Regions from separate parts of the Rattus norvegicus genome. Here region 1 is linked to region 2. A link is a contact called in public Hi-C data. All regions are on one chromosome and are shown on one strand. Each heading gives the region's core, a stretch centred on a gene start, on an enhancer-like site or on the middle of the called end of the contact. The rest is flanking DNA. Distances are from core to core; before and after follow the strand shown.

Region 1 (5,206 bases), core at 468-2,967, 240 kb after region 2:
GAGTACTTACTACTCAGCTATTAAAAACAATGACTAAGTGAAATTCTTAAGCAAATAGATGGAACTAGAAAATATCAACTTGGGTGAGGTAACCCAGTCACAAAGAACACACATGGTGTGCACTCACTGATACGTGGATATTAGCCCAAAAGCTTGGATTACCTAAGAAATTCACAGATCATATGAAGCCCAAGAAGGAGGAAGACCAAAATGTGGATGTTTCATTCCCTCTTAGAAGGGAGAACAAAATACTCACTGGAGGAAACACGGGGACAAAGAGTGGAGCAGGGACTGAAGACAAGGTCATCCAGAGACTGCCCCGCCTGGGGATCCATCCCATATGCTGCCACCAAACCCAGTCACTATTGCTGATGCCAAGAAGTGCTGGCTGACAGGAGCCAGATATGGGCGTCTCCTGAGAGGCTCTGCCAGAGCCCTACTGATACAGATGAGGATGCTTGGAGCTAACCATTGGACTGAACAAGGGGATCCCAATGGAGGAGTTAGAGAAAAGACTGAAGGAGCTGAAGGGGTTTGCAACCCCATAGGAAGAATAACATCATTAACCAACCAAACCCCACCAGAACTCCCAGGGACTAACTAGACCACCAACCAAAGAGTATACATGGAGTACCCATGATTCAAGCCACATATGTAGCAGAGGATGGCACTGTCCAGCATCAATGGAAGGAAAAGCCCTTGGTCCTGGGAAGGCTCGTTTCCCCTATGTAAGGTAATGCCAGGGCATTGAGCTTAGAGTGGGTGGGTGGGAGAAAGCATCCTCATAGAAGCAAAGGGAGGGAGTATGGGGGAGGGGGGAAAGGGGAATAACATTTGAAATGTAAATACATAAAATATCCAAGAAAAATAAAATAAAAAAAAAAGAATTCATGAATTCTGAAGTATGAATTATGGCAAAATTATAATATGACCCACTAATTACTCATAAAGAAAGATCATAATGGACCTTTGAATTCTGCTACCGAGTTCTCCAATTTCATGTTCCAAAGGTTAAACTGAGCTGGGGCTTGATTTAAGATTCAGAGAACAAGCTTGGCCTGGTGGCCTCCTTCTTCTCCCTGTGTATCCAGACAGCTACTCGGGAGGCTGAGCCAGGAGGACTGAAGTTCAAGTCCTGCCTGAGCTCTGGAGCAAACTCAAGGCTAGACCGAGCAATTTAGCCAGACCTTGTCTCAGAAGTAAAGAAGGTGGTTTAGGACTGGAAGGTCCTCAGGTTAGAACGGGAACCCCTGCCCTACCTGCAAAAGGTTCTGAGGGACAGGGCGATGACTCAGTAAAACTATGCAGGCTTGATGACATGGATTTGGATCCCCAGAACTCACATTAAAGGAAGACAGGTGTAGAGGTGCAAGCCTGAAATCCCAGTGCTAGGGAGAAGACAGCACAGAGCTCTTTGGGTAGGTAATCTTTCTGAATGTAAGTGTGACACTTAGTGAGAGGCCTCGCCTCTAAATAAAAACAAGGAAAATACCCAGTGGCTCCTCTGTCCTCCACACTCACGTGCACACATGCGACCCCCTCCCCAGGAATGCACACACCCTTCTGTATCCCACTTAAGTTTCTGGAAAAAAAAAAGCATTTCCGAGTTTTGAGACCTTGTAGCAAAGTTGAAGGGATAATGATGTACCATTGTCTTTGATCTCTTGCAACTGTGTTCAGAAAGGATAAGATTGTAAACAGGACAGAAAATCACTGTTTCCTTTGTCTTCCTTTGAGACACTGTTGCCTTTGTCTTCCTTGAGCCAGTCTTCAGCATCTTTACAAAAGTCAATTAGAAACTGACTTAAGAGCCTTTGTGATAGATTTTCACTTGTAACACATTCCCTTGGAAGGAACCCTCACTTTCAGTTCTCTATGAACTAAGTAGGCTGAACCTTTGGTTTCAAGAGTAGCAGTGATTTTCTTAAATAAAAACATTTTGCAAAACAGAGGGCGTGAGGTTGTGGAAGGACGCTCTATCCCTCACTTCCATGGTTGTTAGTTCTATAATGGCTCATTTTGATAAGCGATCATTGCGGTTTAGCTCTGAGCTCTGTATTCCTCTCAGAGGTTTCCTCAGAACCTCAAGGACGGTGTGCTACTAAAACTCTTATTTTCCTCCCAATAGCTATATAGATCTACTGCTCTCTGATGAGATTTGGGAAACATTTCAGCTTTTTTAATTCTTAAAAATATTTTCCTTTATTGCCCTCCAGTTTCTAAAAATAGGTTGGAATTAAATGTCATGTACCTTTGGAATTCGTTTTACAAACATACTTGGTAACTAGGAAACTCACATCGTCATTATTTATAATCCAGAAATTATTTCCATGGCAACCGGCAGAAGGTCACAATTATGGAGTACAGTGGAGGCTGGAGACCGTTGAAGAATTTGCCTAAGAAGACGACTGGCTTGCAGGAGGTGGTGGCTGACACCCCAGCTGCCCACTGCTCTAGCTCCAGTTATGCTGCTGTGATAAAACCCTGACCCAAATCAACTTGAAGGAGCAAAAGTGTGCTCAGTTCCCAGGCTGCAGAATCATCCAGGAGAGCCAAAGGAAAAGTGTATTTCCACTCCCAGGATGAAGCTGCCATCCAGGGAAGACAACCCAGGAACACAAGGCAGGGACCTGGATGCAGAGACTGAGACAGAGGCCACGGCAGAATGCTGCTTGGTGGCTTGTCACTGGCTCTCACTCATCTGCCTTTCTCACATAGCCCAGGCTGACTGCCTAGGGATACTCTGTTCACCAGGTTCTCCTGTATCAATTAACAATCAAGAAAACACCACATAGCTGTGCCCACGGGCTTGTGCAGTGGAAGCAATTCATCAACTGAGGGCCCTCCCTGCTGGTTCTATCAAGTGACAACCAGTCTTAGCTATCACACACAAATTAGTGAGGTGAGGTCTTAGGGGTAAGACAGTAGGCACATTGTGGACCATTTAATCACGTTCCAGGATCCATAGGCCCAAGGGATTGCACCAGCCCACCCACTCTCACTCTCCAGGATGCAGCTGAGAGGTGGGAGGCAGCCTCTCTCTGATCCTTGGCTTGGCTCCTACAGAGCCTGTAAGCCCAAAGCTGAACTGGGCAGAACCTGAGCATGGGCCTGCAGGTTCTATTCTTTCTGCAATACCGAAAAGGGTTGAGACAGACCTTACAGGGCCAGCATCCACCTAGTCTGAGATACAGGCAAGTGAAGAACATAGGTCAGACACTGAGCAAAGAGTTTGTCTTTCCTTATTTCCAGATGTGTGAAAGACTTGACTTAAGCCTCAAAACATTTGCAATCAAAAGCAGAATCTTTGGCGTGATCGCACATGTGTGTACGGTGATTTGGGGAGGAGGAAGGGTTGTTTTCTTAAAGTGAGGTTTCTCTATGTAGCCTGGGGTTGTCTGTGACCTTGTGGGGATCCTCCTGCTTCTCCCTCCCCAGCATGAGATTAAAGGTGTGGCCACTTCCTCAGTTGTCCTGTGAAGTTTGAGAATCAAGCCCACTAAGTAACTCTATGTTATTAGTAAATGACAGACGCTGCATGTCTTTAGAACTATCCTCCGGGTTAATGCTATTGGGCTCTGTCCCTGTTGAGATGCATTGTCCACCACGATCTGGTGACATGGTGTCAAGGTTACTACCCAGCCAAGCGCAGCCCCACCAAAGAACAGAGACTGGTTTGTTCCATATAACTGCAAAAGGAAGGCAGCCGAGGGGCAGAATCTCTCTCAGCACAAGCTGAAGCGTGATGTCACTCTTCACACAACAGTCAGAAGACCCTAACAGGAGGGTGAGAAAGAATGGAATACAGACCTCCGTTGGGAACTGCACACAAGATGTGTCCTCTGAATGGCTTTGTTGCTTTCTGATCAAATGGGCAGAAGGAAGATGTGCTGCATACATCTCTATAAAACACCGAATGGACAGGTCCTTGGCTGCTGTAGGGCCAGCCCCAAGGGCTGTCCCAGATGTTTACATGATAAAACCCTCCTCCTTGGGCTACAGAATAAAGTCTAGGACAGGGTTTCTCAATCTCCCTAACTCTGTGATCCTTCAATACTGCTGCTTATGTGTGACTTCCAACCATAAAATTATCGTATTGCCCTGTACAGTTGTAAATCTGCCATTGTTATGAATCAATATAAATATCTAATTGGCAAGATATCTGCATGAACCCCCTGTGAAAGGATCATTTGACCCCCCCAAAGGGGTTGCAACCCACACGTTGAGAATCATCGGTCAATCAGGGGGAAATTTTGAGGGTTGCTGAATTATCAAGAACCTCACAGCCTTATCGGACTCTGCTGATGCGCAGGGAGCCACAGGAACAGTTTTCTGTAAGAGTTGGCCAAGCACAGGAGACAGATCCATGGATTCTATACAAAGAGCCTGCTGGTGGCAACTGCAGCGGTGGCCAGTTGCTGATGGCATTCACGAACAGGCTCTCCTGTCATTCGCACACACGTTCCTGAGCAGGTAACCTGCAGTCAGCCTCTGACTAGTGCAGATGCTTTCTGTTCCTCTTCTTTCCTGGTGGCTAACTCTGCCGAATTCTGCCTAAAGGAACCTGTGTAAACAGATGCAGTGTAGAGCCATTCTGCCCATAAAAGACATTTTTTGTTGTTGTTCCTAGCTTACTGGAAATCAATTCCTTTTTGGTTTATTGTTTTTAGTTCATTGTTTTGAACAAAACAGGAAAGGAACCCTTGCGATTGCAAGGCTAATTTCTGTAGACATGGAAACCACGCTCCTCAGAGGAGGCTCTCCTTGGGAGGTGAAGGAGCTCCATCCTTCTCCACAAAGGCAAGTGGAGTTGCTTTAATTTCTCCCTTTCCAACTTCTAGGAAATCCTCTACTTCGAATATTTGCTTTATTATTTTTAATTGTTTGTGCACATTTGTATTCGTGTGTGTGTGTGTGTGTGTGTGTGTGTGTGTGTGTTGTGTGTTGTGTCTGAAGGTGGATGTGTACATTTGAGTATGTGGAGGACAAAGGCATCAGATTCCTTGGAGCTAGACTTATATATGGTTGCGAGTCACAGTATAGGTGCTGGGAACTGAATTCTACTTCTCTTCAAGAGCCATCGCTTCAGTATCCCAGACCATTCATTTTAAAACAAGGTATCACCAGGAACCTGGCAGGTGGGGCACAAGTTACAGGAAGCTCTTTAAGGGGCATCAGAGACCACACATCTTCAAATCTGTTCTGT
Region 2 (5,787 bases), core at 836-3,335:
GATGGCATTTACTGATCTCTTGTTTTAAAAGAGTGTGATTTTAAGATGGGAGACCCAATTCAACACACCCTTTTGAGGTTAATTTTTATGATGATATTTACTATGTGGATGGTTTCCCCCAAGCTTTGGCTATTCACCAATAATCATAATCCTAGCGGTACACACGCTAAAAACAGAACAGGTCCAACATTGGCTTGGGTTATCTTGGCACAAAATCCATCATTAGGGGGTTTACGGCACAGTCTAAACAAAGGGTAAAGCATCTATGGTCTTCAGACTCAAACCGTGCAATTATTTTTCTTAAACATGTCGTTGTAGTTGTAATAACGATGCGTAAATTATGCAGGGCATTCCACGGTGAACTTCCAGGACTCAGTACAAAATAACCAAGGTTAAACTGTAAGATAAACTCTGGTCATGAGTTGTTTCATTTAGATACTTTCTCCCTAGATGGGCAAGGGTTTTGTTTACGCATTCAGATCAGGATTCCAATCCCGCCTTCTGTGAACTCGGATCATCGCCCTTCCTAGCGGCCCTCACGCTGTCAGTGAGGAGACATGACATGCAGGTGCTTATTTGCCCTCAACTTTGAAAGTCACAAAGGCCACGTAGATAGAGAAATTCAAAGCAGCAGTTCAAGGGCATCTTTGGCTTGGCGCTGTGCCCGCGGCCGCGCTCTTAGGTTCGGCGACGCCCTCCCATGGCCGGGGTGCTGGGTGAGCAAGGTTTGGGGCGCGGGCCGGGAGCAGTGAGGGCGCGGGGCGCGGGAAGGACGCCCGCCAGCACCCGCTCCCAGCTCCCCGCTCCCGCCCAGGCCCGCCCTTTCCCGGCACTATGGAAACCGCATTTTCCTACGCCAGCATGCCCTCCTCCTCTCTCCTATTACATCCAGAACAGGCGACTTCCACTTCCCGGGAACCTGACAAGTGAATGGCTCTGATGACGCCCCGGAAAGAGCCCACGGCCGGGGGCGGGGGCGGACGACTGCGGAGGGTGGGGCGGGTTCCGGGGCGCCCCTCGCTCTGCTCGCCGCCGGGAAAGGGCACTGAGCTGCCATCGACCGGGAGCTCGCGGGCAACGATGCTCGTAAACAAACCGGGCCGCGCGCCTGCCACCCACAGCGGGCACCGCCCTGCGCCGCGCGCCCACCCCAGATGCTGGGGTCCGACCGCCGCCCCGCACCAGCTCCAACCTCCCGCCCCCGTTCCCCCTCCGCGGCGGAAGCCTGGGGCCAGTTAGTAGGGCGCGAGGCGGGAGCACAAACCCCGCACCCGCTTTCTCTGTGGCGGGCTTCCCGCCCTGGGTGGCATCGCCCCCGCCTGCATCCACAACGAGCCCCTGATTAATGAGCCCGGCCCGGCCCCCGCCGAGCCCCGGCCCGGCCTCGGAGGGGGAGGGGGAGGGGACGGCGGGAAACGCAGCGCGGTGTCGTCCCGCCCCCCCCGCGCCTCACGCTCATTGGCCGGGCTCGCTGTCCGTCGGGGAACGCAGCGCCAATGCGGGGCGGCGGGGCGGAGCGTCCGCGCGAGTGTGCCTGCGTAACGCAGAGTCACGTGTTGTTTTGCTCTTAGTTCAGTCACTCGGTGCGCGATGTGTTACTCACTGTGCGGCGGGGACCGCGACAAACCCAGGTCGTCGTTGGTGGCAGCAGCAGCAGCGGCAGCGGCGGCAGCGGCCCCAGTGGCGGCGTGGGCCCCGAGTGTCCGGACGCAGACCGGTGTCGCGCCGTGCAGAACGGTGGCAGCAGGCCGGCCGCGCGCGTTCTAAGCTCGGCCCCGCGGCTCGGGGACCCCGACTCTCGGCCCAGCCAGTCCCCGGGCGCCGCCCGAGAGCCTGGAAGGCAGCGGCCGCGGACAGTCGAAGCGGGGGGTGGCCATCGCCCGCGCCGAACATCCTTCCGAGCGGCGGAGGGCCCTGCGCCACCGAGTGGCGCGCGCCTTCTAGCCCACCTCCTGGGCCCGGGGGACGCGCGCGCGTGGCCGGGCGGCCGGGCGACGGGTGGCGGGGAGCCGCCCCCGCCCGCGCCCCTCGGCCCTCGCCATCCCCTGTTTGCCCAGCCGGGCGGAGAGAGCTGAACCGGTGGTGATGGCTAGCGCGCCCCTGCCTGGGCCCCCCGCGTCGGCGGGCGGGGACGGCCCGAACCTCAATAACAACAACAACAACAACAACAACCACAGCGTGCGCAAGTGCGGCTACCTGCGCAAGCAGAAGCACGGCCACAAGCGCTTCTTCGTGCTGCGCGGCCCGGGCACCGGCGGCGAGGAGGCAGCCGCGGCTGGGGGGTCGCCGCCGCAGCCTCCGCGGCTGGAGTACTATGAGAGCGAGAAGAAGTGGAAGAGCAAGGCGGGCGCGCCGAAGCGAGTGATCGCGCTCGACTGCTGTCTGAACATCAACAAGCGCGCGGACGCCAAGCACAAGTACCTGATCGCCCTCTACACCAAGGACGAGTACTTCGCCGTAGCGGCGGAGAACGAGCAGGAGCAGGAGGGCTGGTACCGCGCACTCACCGACTTGGTCAGCGAAGGCCGCTCTGGCGATGGGGGCTCCGGCACCACGGGCGGCTCTTGCAGCGCCTCTCTCCCGGGGGCCCTGGGCGGCTCGGCGGGCGCCGCTGGCTGCGATGACAACTACGGGCTCGTGACGCCCGCCACGGCAGTCTACCGCGAGGTGTGGCAGGTGAACCTGAAGCCTAAGGGACTGGGCCAGAGCAAGAACCTGACCGGTGTATACCGCCTATGCCTGTCTGCGCGCACCATCGGCTTCGTGAAGCTCAATTGCGAACAGCCGTCGGTGACGCTGCAGCTTATGAACATTCGCCGCTGCGGCCACTCGGACAGCTTCTTCTTCATCGAGGTGGGCCGTTCAGCCGTCACCGGTCCCGGCGAGCTGTGGATGCAAGCCGATGACTCGGTGGTGGCGCAGAACATCCATGAGACCATCCTGGAGGCCATGAAGGCACTCAAGGAGCTCTTCGAGTTCCGGCCTCGCAGCAAGAGTCAGTCGTCTGGGTCGTCTGCCACGCACCCCATCAGCGTACCGGGCGCGCGCCGCCACCACCACCTAGTCAACCTACCCCCTAGCCAGACGGGCCTGGTGCGCCGCTCTCGCACTGATAGCCTGGCGGCCACCCCGCCAGCAGCCAAGTGCACTTCGTGCCGGGTTCGTACAGCCAGCGAGGGTGACGGCGGCGCGGCAGGCGGAGCCGGGACGGCAGGAGGCAGGCCGATGTCGGTGGCAGGGAGCCCCCTGAGTCCCGGGCCGGTGCGCGCGCCCCTTAGCCGCTCGCACACCCTGAGCGCCGGCTGCGGAGGCCGCCCGAGCAAAGTGGCTCTGGCGCCGGCAGGGGGAGCCCTACAACACAGCCGCTCCATGTCCATGCCCGTGGCGCACTCGCCGCCTGCAGCCACCAGCCCAGGCAGCCTGTCCTCCAGCAGTGGGCATGGCTCAGGCTCCTACCCGCTGCCTCCTGGTTCCCACCCGCACCTGCCTCATCCGCTCCATCACCCCCAATGCCAACGTCCGTCCAGCGGAAGTGCCTCCGCCTCGGGCTCCCCCAGCGACCCGGGTTTCATGTCCCTTGACGAGTATGGCTCCAGCCCTGGTGACCTGAGAGCCTTCAGTAGCCACAGGAGCAACACACCTGAGTCCATCGCGGAGACCCCGCCAGCCAGGGACGGCAGTGGGGGCGAGCTCTATGGGTATATGAGCATGGATAGGCCCCTGAGCCACTGTGGCCGCCCTTACCGTAGGGTCTCTGGGGATGGGGCCCAGGATCTGGACAGAGGACTGAGGAAGAGGACTTACTCCCTAACCACGCCTGCCCGGCAGCGGCAGGTTCCTCAGCCTTCCTCTGCCTCTCTAGACGAATACACTCTCATGCGGGCCACCTTCTCTGGCAGTTCAGGTCGCCTCTGCCCATCCCTCCCTGCGTCCTCTCCCAAAGTGGCCTACAACCCTTACCCAGAGGACTATGGAGACATTGAGATTGGTTCTCACAAGAGTTCCAGCAGTAACCTGGGGGCAGATGATGGCTACATGCCCATGACCCCTGGGGCAGCCCTCAGGAGTGGTGGCCCCAATAGCTGCAAGAGCGATGACTACATGCCCATGAGCCCCACCAGCGTGTCTGCCCCTAAGCAGATCCTGCAACCACGTTCGGCAGCGGCCTTGCCCCCCTCTGGAGCAGCCGTGCCAGCACCCCCTTCAGGGGCGGGCAGGACTTTCCCAGTGAACGGAGGCGGCTACAAAGCCAGCTCCCCAGCGGAGAGCTCCCCAGAAGATAGCGGGTACATGCGAATGTGGTGTGGCTCCAAGCTGTCCATGGAGAACCCAGACCCTAAGCTGCTCCCCAATGGGGACTACCTCAACATGTCCCCCAGTGAGGCAGGCACCGCAGGGACCCCACCTGACTTCTTCTCAGCAGCTTTGCGTCCAGGCGGTGAGGCCCTCAAAGGCGTCCCTGGCCACTGCTACAGCTCTTTGCCCCGCTCTTACAAGGCTCCCTGTACTTGCGGTGGTGGAGACAACGACCAGTACGTGCTCATGAGCTCCCCTGTGGGTCGGATTTTGGAAGAGGAGAGACTGGAGCCCCAGGCCACCCCAGGGGCTGGCACATTTGGGGCAGCTGGTGGTAGTCATACCCAGCCTCATCACTCAGCAGTGCCTTCCTCCATGAGACCAAGTGGCATCGTTGGCCGACCTGAGGGCTTCCTGGGCCAGCGCTGTCGGGCAGTGCGGCCCACACGCCTTTCGCTAGAGGGACTGCAGACCCTTCCCAGCATGCAAGAGTACCCTCTACCCACTGAGCCCAAGAGCCCTGGCGAGTACATCAACATTGACTTTGGTGAAGGGGGTACCCGTCTGTCTCCGCCTGCTCCCCCACTACTGGCATCAGCGGCCTCCTCCTCTTCACTGCTCTCAGCCAGTAGTCCTGCTTCATCCCTGGGTTCAGGTACCCCAGGCACCAGCAGTGACAGCCGGCAGCGCTCTCCGCTCTCTGACTATATGAACCTGGACTTCAGTTCTCCCAAGTCCCCTAAGCCTAGCACCCGCAGTGGGGACACAGTGGGCTCCATCGATGGCCTTCTCTCTCCAGAAGCCTCATCCCCATACCCACCGCTGCCCCCGCGTCCTTCTGCTTCCCCTTCCTCCTTACAGCAGCCTCTGCCACCTGCCCCAGGAGACCTATACCGCCTGCCTCCAGCAACAGCTGCCACATCCCAGGGTCCCACTGCTGGCTCCTCAATGTCCTCTGAGCCTGGGGATAATGGTGACTATACCGAGATGGCCTTTGGTGTGGCTGCTACCCCGCCACAACCTATTGCGGCACCCCCGAAGCCAGAAGGTGCCCGAGTGACCAGTCCCACATCAGGCTTGAAGCGGCTAAGTCTCATGGATCAGGTATCTGGGGTAGAGGCCTTCCTTCAAGTCAGCCAGCCCCCTGATCCCCACCGGGGCGCTAAGGTCATCCGTGCAGACCCGCAGGGGGGACGTCGTCGCCACAGTTCAGAGACCTTCTCCTCTACCACCACTGTCACCCCAGTGTCCCCATCCTTTGCTCACAATTCCAAGCGCCACAATTCGGCCTCTGTGGAAAACGTCTCTCTCAGGAAAAGCAGTGAAGGCAACAGCATCCTGGGAGGAAGTGATGAGCCATCCACATCCCCAGGACAGGCACAGCCCTCGGCAGGTGTGCCCCCAGCGCCACAGGCTAGGCCATGGAACCCCGGTCAGCCTGGAGCTTTGATTGGCTGTCCTGGAGGCAGCAGTTCTCCCATGCGCAGAGAG

The links. Hi-C and Micro-C count contacts between places; a contact is called where the count stands out from the background.
Region 1: a contact with region 2 is called in a Hi-C map of the A7r5 cell line, with 4 times the contacts expected there. The contact joins the enhancer-like site here to the promoter of Irs2 in region 2. A contact is called at or near these places in 2 of 12 Hi-C or Micro-C datasets (the A7r5 cell line and Schwann cells) and 1 of 1 datasets of contacts at active chromatin or transcription factors (oligodendrocytes).

The regions. Positions count from the first base shown.
Region 1 is chr16:85,429,019-85,434,224 of GRCr8, forward strand. No RefSeq gene overlaps it. Among named protein-coding and RNA genes, the nearest start is that of Irs2, 240 kb to the left of the region's middle. Within about 2 kb of position 1,718, at least 9 of the 93 cell types and tissues checked have an H3K27ac peak or open chromatin away from gene starts, as enhancers often do. A contact at or near this core is called in the A7r5 cell line and Schwann cells, where this site is marked.
Region 2 is chr16:85,188,225-85,194,011 of GRCr8, forward strand. Irs2 (insulin receptor substrate 2) reads left to right here and starts at 2,086. Exons shown (of 2, transcript NM_001168633.1): 1 at 2,086-5,787. The coding sequence starts at 2,086.